2 separate regions of the Mus musculus genome follow, and region 1 is linked to region 2. A link is a contact called in public Hi-C data. All regions are on one chromosome and are shown on one strand. Each heading gives the region's core, a stretch centred on a gene start, on an enhancer-like site or on the middle of the called end of the contact. The rest is flanking DNA. Distances are from core to core; before and after follow the strand shown.

What was found. A called contact is a pair of places that touch in the nucleus more often than the background predicts.
Region 1: a Hi-C map of B cells shows a contact between it and region 2, with 7 read pairs. The contact joins the promoter of Brca2 here to the promoter of Rnf6 in region 2. A contact is called at or near these places in 1 of 39 promoter capture datasets (cranial neural crest) and 1 of 484 Hi-C or Micro-C datasets (B cells).

The regions. Positions count from the first base shown.
Region 1 is chr5:150,520,905-150,524,281 of GRCm38.p6, reverse strand. It overlaps Brca2 (breast cancer 2, early onset), which reads right to left and starts at 1,661. Exons shown (of 27, transcript NM_009765.3): 1 at 1,386-1,661; 2 at 1,003-1,107. The coding sequence starts at 1,069.
Region 2 is chr5:146,220,066-146,223,235 of GRCm38.p6, reverse strand. Rnf6 (ring finger protein (C3H2C3 type) 6) reads left to right here and starts at 1,779. Exons shown (of 5, transcript NM_028774.3): 1 at 1,779-2,016; 2 at 2,752-2,834.

The DNA.
Region 1 (3,377 bases), core at 412-2,911, 4.3 Mb before region 2:
TCAGGAAGGTCACTGCAAGTTTGAAACCAGCCTGATCTACATAGCAAATCGTAAATCAGTCATGGTTACGGAGCAAGACGATGTCATTTAACAGAGAAAGCTAGGGTTGGAGAAATGACTCAGTGGTTAAGAAGCTCTTGGGTTAAGAAGCTCTTGCAGAAGACCCAAACTCAGTCTAGCATCTACATCACAGCCCACAACCAACCTGCAACTCCAGCTCCAGGGGACCTGATGTCCTCTTCTGACTTCTGTAGGCACCGACACACACAGAGCAAATACACAAACACACTCATACAGCTCAAAACAAAATAAGTCATAAAAGGTTTGAAAAGTGTTCATCACTAGCATCACCAATGCTTCTGATTTGCTCGTAGCCCTTTCAAAACAGTTCTTTCCACTGGAAGTCAAAGAGTTAGTTCCCCATCAGTTTAGGTATTCTACATCATCTGATTGACCAGGAAAAGATTATGTTAACTGGATCTGACTCCACGACCTGTTTACAGCACAAATCACCTTCAACTCCTGATCCTCCTGCCTCTACCTCCCAAAGGTGAGATTACAGGAATCAGCTAATGCCTGCTAAATTGATGCTGAGGAACAAATGCAGAGACCAGGGTCACTTTCATCCCTCTTTTGTGTTTTGTTTTTAATTAGGTCTAAGCTCTGTTGCTCCTGACATCCAGGAATTCCCTATGTAGCCCAAGTTGGCCTTGAACTCATTTAATCCACCTGGCTCAGTTTTCTGCCTCAGCTTCCATAGGATTATAACCTAGCTCAAGTAATTTTTTGTTTGTTTTTCTGAGACAGAGGCTCTCTATAAAGCCCTTTATCTCTCTCTTTAGACTAGGCTGGCCTCAAACTCAGAGAAGTCCACCTGCCTCTGTCTCCCAGGTGCTGGGGTTTTTGTTTGTTTTTAAAGCAAGCATTCACCTTGACTTATTTTATTGAAAATATTTTTTTAATGGGACTTAATTTACCAGGTTTTATAAAATTCCTCAATACCTGCTGTGCTGCATCTCGCCTTAAAAATTTCCCAAAAAGTTGGTCTCCTTTTGTATTCAACGGGCATTTTCTCTACAGTATTTCTCCGATGCTCGGTAAGGAAGTCTGCAAAAGAGAAAATAACAGACACTGCACAAGCCTGGTTTCTTGTGACAGGTAAAACCAGAATCGCTTGGAAGCTTATCCTACCTCAGGCCTATCTTTTGGGACAAGAGCAGAACTTATCATGAAGATGGGGACAGTTTATAACTGTGCTTCCAACCAAGTGGCTACTAGATACATCACAGCACCCGAAAGTGGCTATGGTGGGAGTCAATGACAAGACAAACCTAACGTTATTTAGAATTATTCACATTGACTAATCAGGGAGCCGAGACACACACGTTAGGTAATCCGGCGACTGCAGAACGGGGCAGCTACCGCGGACTCTGGACGCGCCGGATCCCTCTGGGAGGACGCCGCGGGCTGCACCGGGGCAGCTGCTCCGGGTGGCCGTGAAGGAGGTCGACTGGCTCCTCCGGGGTGTCAGGCGCGTCCCTCACGGCCTCACGACCCCGGAGCGCACGCCCGCCACACCCGGCCGCACCGACCCGCTCCGCTCCCGCAGCGGTAGCTGACTGACGGCAACGCCTCACGGCTCCCGCTCCCGCGAAAAGCCCGCGCTCTGCCCGTGACGTCATGACCCCGCGACGGGGACGCGGCGCGAGTGCCACCGGGAAGTCAGCGAGCAGCTCCTTCTGTGCCTGTTCCCGGCTAGCATGTGCTCGCCCATCCCCAGCCGAATTCCTTTCTTCCCCTCACGATATGTGTGTGTGTCTGTTTCCCGCTGTGGCCTAAAATTTTGTTTATACTTTCTTTTTCTGTATCTTCGGGGTTCTTGGAGTTCTGTTTACTTTAACCCTGAAGATAGACTTGGAAGGGATTCTTTGGATCTCTTTACCCTCTTCTCAATGTCGTCACATTAAATAAATCTTTCAGCTTTACACTTTTAATTTGGCGCTTTTAATTGTCTTATTGAGGACGGGTGGTAGGACCTGGGCTCAAGTGTTCTCTCTCCTTCTCCCCCTCCCCCTCTTTTCTCTCTCATACACACACACACACACACACACACACGCACGCACGCAGTTAAATAGCAGTCCTGCAATATTAGTACTCCTTTCTGCAGGTTTTAGGATGCGATCACCGTATTTCCCGACTTTTCCAGAAACTGGCCTAGAAAACTGAAACATTATTACCTCTCCCCTGAATTTACTGAGTAACAAGCCCAGTGCATGGCTTACTGTAGGTTTGTAGTTTGAACTTTAGAAAGCCCTCGACTGGATCCAACAAGAGATCTTAGAGGCCTTGCTGCTTCCAGAACATGATTAAGCAGTTAAAAGGTCCTCTTGGATTAGAAAAACAATGACCTGCGGTTGGGGAATCTGGCTCAATAGTAGAGACTCTGGGTCTGGGTTAGATACTCAGCACTACAATAAAGACGATTGAGAAAAGTCTGCTTGGTTTATTGGTATCAATTTTGTCTGGTAAGCTGTAATCCTTAGTTTTAGCAAGAAGTATCACTATTGTAAAAAAATACTAAAACTTTTGATGTAGGTCTGCTTAGCAAAGAAGAGGCCTATGATATTATCTAGTAATAAACTACTGCTTGCTGAACGTTTCTAACAATACTATGAAGTGTTTAGCATTGTCCAGTGGGTAAAAACTAGCCTGGTAGACGTTCTAAATTTAGATTCAAATCCATTTGGTTTTGTTAGCTTGTAAAATGAGACAAAGGTGACATATGTCTTTAATCCCAGCACTTGGGAGGCAGAGGCAGGCTGATCTCTATGAGTTCGAGGCTAGCCTGGTCTACACAGAGAAACTCTGTCTTGGAAAAAAAACATATTGGGGCCAGAGAGACAGCTGAACAGTTGAGGGCACTGGCTGCTCTTCCAGAGGTCCTCAATTCAATTTCCAGCACCCTCATGATGACTTACAACCATCTGTAATGGGATCTGATGCCTTCTCCTGGCGTGCAGATAGATGTACATGCAGACAAAGCACTCAAACAATAAAATGCACAGTAATTTCTACTTAGAAAAGAAAAAAATTGCTTCTTCCCCCGGGGAAGTCGGAGGAGAGAGGTGTCTCACTAGAGTGGAATAATGAGAAGCCTTGACACATTTCACCCCCTGAAAGATAGCTCAGTATCACACCCTCCTGGCCTTTAACAGCTCATGACTACGTTTTGTGTTCTTGGTACAAGGAACCTCCCAACCATGTCTGTCTGTTCTAATAGACTTTGTATGATTTGAGCTCAGCTACTCAGATTGTTAACTACCAAGCATTATTGAATTCAATCCATTATCTGTTAAATCTATTATTTTCATAAAAAT
Region 2 (3,170 bases), core at 530-3,029:
CACACAGACATGGGTGATAAGTGGTTATTGTGGGGGGACATGGCGAGAGATATCCCAGGGTTATTTGGCTTTGACTTGTAACACAATCATGGAACTTTTAACCAATCTGCCTTGTAGAGTGTTTAACATGTCCCTGGAGGGGAGGGGGGAACGTCTGTTCACAAGTCCCACTTCCAGTATTAAAAAGAAATGGAAGGGACTTCAAGGTAAGGTGAGAGATGAGAGGGCTGGCTTGATGTGTGCCTCTGAAAGACATAGTCAGAGTAAGAAAAAAAATAGACATCTCCCCATCTTAGTCAAAGTTTCTATTGTTGTAAAGAGACACCATGACCAAGGCAACTCTTGTAAAGGAAAGCATTTCATTGGGGCTGGCTTATAGTTGTAGAAGTTTAGTCCATTAGCATCATGGTGGGAAGCATAGCAGTGTGCAGGAGATAATGGTACTAGAGAAGGAGCTGAGAGCTCTACATCTTAATCCATACACAGACAGCAAGGAGGAGACTGAATATGTTTCACACTGGCTGTAGCTTGAGCATCTAAAACCTCAAAGCCTTGCCTCCACAGTGACACACTTCCTCTAACAAAGCCACACCTCCTAATAGTGCCACTCACTATGGCCAAGCATTCAAACACATGGATCTACGGGGACCATTCCTATTCAAACCACCACAATCCCAAATAGAGCTATACAAAGAAAGCTTTAGAGAATCATGAAGCAATTGGATACTAGAAAAAAAACAAAGTCAGGCTACACAGAGACATACACCCACCACTGTCTCCATCACATAGCTCCCTGATGAAGTTGGGGAAAGGAACTCCAACAATAACCTTACTTCCAGAAGGAAACTCAAAGGAAAGTCTTATCCTCAGAACAACAACATAAAAGGACATATAGACAGTTTGGATCAATATTCAAAGGGAGAGAAAATAATCACCAAGCAGGACACCCTAAATAAGACCCAACCCACTTTAAAGCCATTGGTCTCCCCAATTGGGGTCACTTTTCTACAGGAGAAATCTGTAACACTCTCCTATGTTTTAAATATTAAACAGATGGGGAGAGAGGAGGGGAATCCTCCTGATAGACAGTATCACCTTTTACTCTAGTAGTTTCATTGATGCTAAGGCTTGCTACATCATGGTAACAAAGCACCCAGCAAACATGGTAGCACATCCCTAAGAAGGGCAAGAAGCTCACCAGCTAAAGGCCTGCCTGGGCTATATGAGCCCCCGTCTCAAAACAAAACAAAGTCACTCAATAATGAAAGAAGGGAGGAAAGAGTTATGAATCACAGCAGTATGCGCGTATTAAACTGATTAAGCCATTTGGCTGATGGGGGTGTCAGGAAAGGGCCCTACCAGGACCACAAGAAATGGTTGGGTAAATCTGGTGTCATATAATGAAAAAAGAAATTAGACAAGGGATAGCGGGAGAGAAAGAACGTGAATGGTTAATATTGGGAGCTTCGAAGTGCTTTCTCATCACAAGCACTTGATATTTAGTTTCCTCATCCCAGTGAACTACACTAAGGGAAAATTTCAAACTGGGTAGTTAACCCGGGTAGTAATGAGCAACGAACAGCTTGACAGATGCGTTTTTCTCCAGACTTCGTCAAAGGACACTGAAATACGAGAAGAGGAGCTGGCATTTCCAAAGGGTGGAAAGGCGCCTCCGCCTTCGGTCCTGAAGCCGCCACGGGCTCTGAGTGCCTTGACCCGAGCCCGCGACAGCCGGACCTGCGCACAGCAGATGCGGAACTCGGGCGCCGCGGCTCGGCTTCCGGGGAGCGCCGTTTCCAGACGCACCGGCAGGGTCGCTGCAGACGGTGGCCAGTCTTAGTTCTCCGAGGCGGTGCGAGAAGGCCGGAGATCGGACGCTCCTCTCTTAGCTTTCTCTCCGCCAGGTCGACTCCGAGCAGCAACACAGACTCTGAGCTTCGCGCCTCAGGGGAAGATTAGAGGGCGTAGCGGCCTTCGAAGGCTCGGCCAAGAACCTTCCGCCCCCTCGCCGCCTCGGTGAGAACAACCGCGGGTCATCGCGCTGGAGGTGGGGTCGGGGGGAGGGGGCGTTGGGTACACGGGGCGGGGGAAGGGTCATTTGGTGAGTCTCACTACTACTTCCGGGAGACGCCTCGGAGAGGAGGACGTGCTAGGGGGCGGGGTTCCGAGGGGAGAGACACTTACCTCTTATCCGATTGGCTTATTGCTTGCTGGTTGAGCTTTGCTAGTTGCTGATTGGCCGGCCCCAAAGCCAAATCCAGGTCGCAGGGGAAGCGTTACTTGAGGCTAGATTGAGGTGAGATTGGTCGGGTTCCTGAGTCCAGTTCGTTTACTGGAGTAGGGACTTCATCTTAACCCTAGTCGGGGGCCTCGATTAACAGGATAAGGAAAAGAACCAGTAGCGGGATGGTGGGGGCGGTTGACAACGAAGTGAAGGCTTAGAACTAAACTAACTTCCTCACCTAACCCTAGCTACACCCAGATGGGAACGTGATACGGTACGAAGGCCTTTGAGAAAGGAGGAGGCGCAATCCTCGGAGCGGTGACAGTGTAGGAGGAGAGACCTTCTGGGAGGTTTTTTTTTTTTTTTTGTTATCTAATTGTATGAGTCTCTAATTACCTAGATGATGGTATAACAGAACCTTCTGGAGAATTTAGCTCTGGCTTTGCAGAGGAGTCGGGAGACTACTGGGTGTTCCGGGACTTCAAAGAGGCAGTTTGCTGAATAATACAACTTTTGTTTTTATTCAGATGAGCAGCTCTCAAAAGAGGCACAAACATCAGAAGCATGGATACAGTCTCATCTGTTAGAAGAATGTTCAAAGGAAAATAAGGTATTCATTTTGCCTTACTTATGCTTAGTTAATCCAAGAATATTGCCTTGGAGGAGAAGATCTCTGGTTTTTTAATATTTTAAAGAACTTGACTTTTTTTGTCATTAGATTTCCACTTATTAAACATCTGTTTCAAAAATCAAGTTTCTAAGCTGGGCGTGGTGGTGCACGCCTTTAATCCCAGCACTTGGGAGGCAGAAGCAGGCGGATTTCTGAGTTCGAGGCCAGCCTGGTCTACAGAGTGTGTTCCAGGACAGCCAGGGATATACAGAGAAACCCTGTCTCGAAACACCCCCCCCACCCAAAAAAAAAAAACCAAGTTTCTGCTGTGACCAC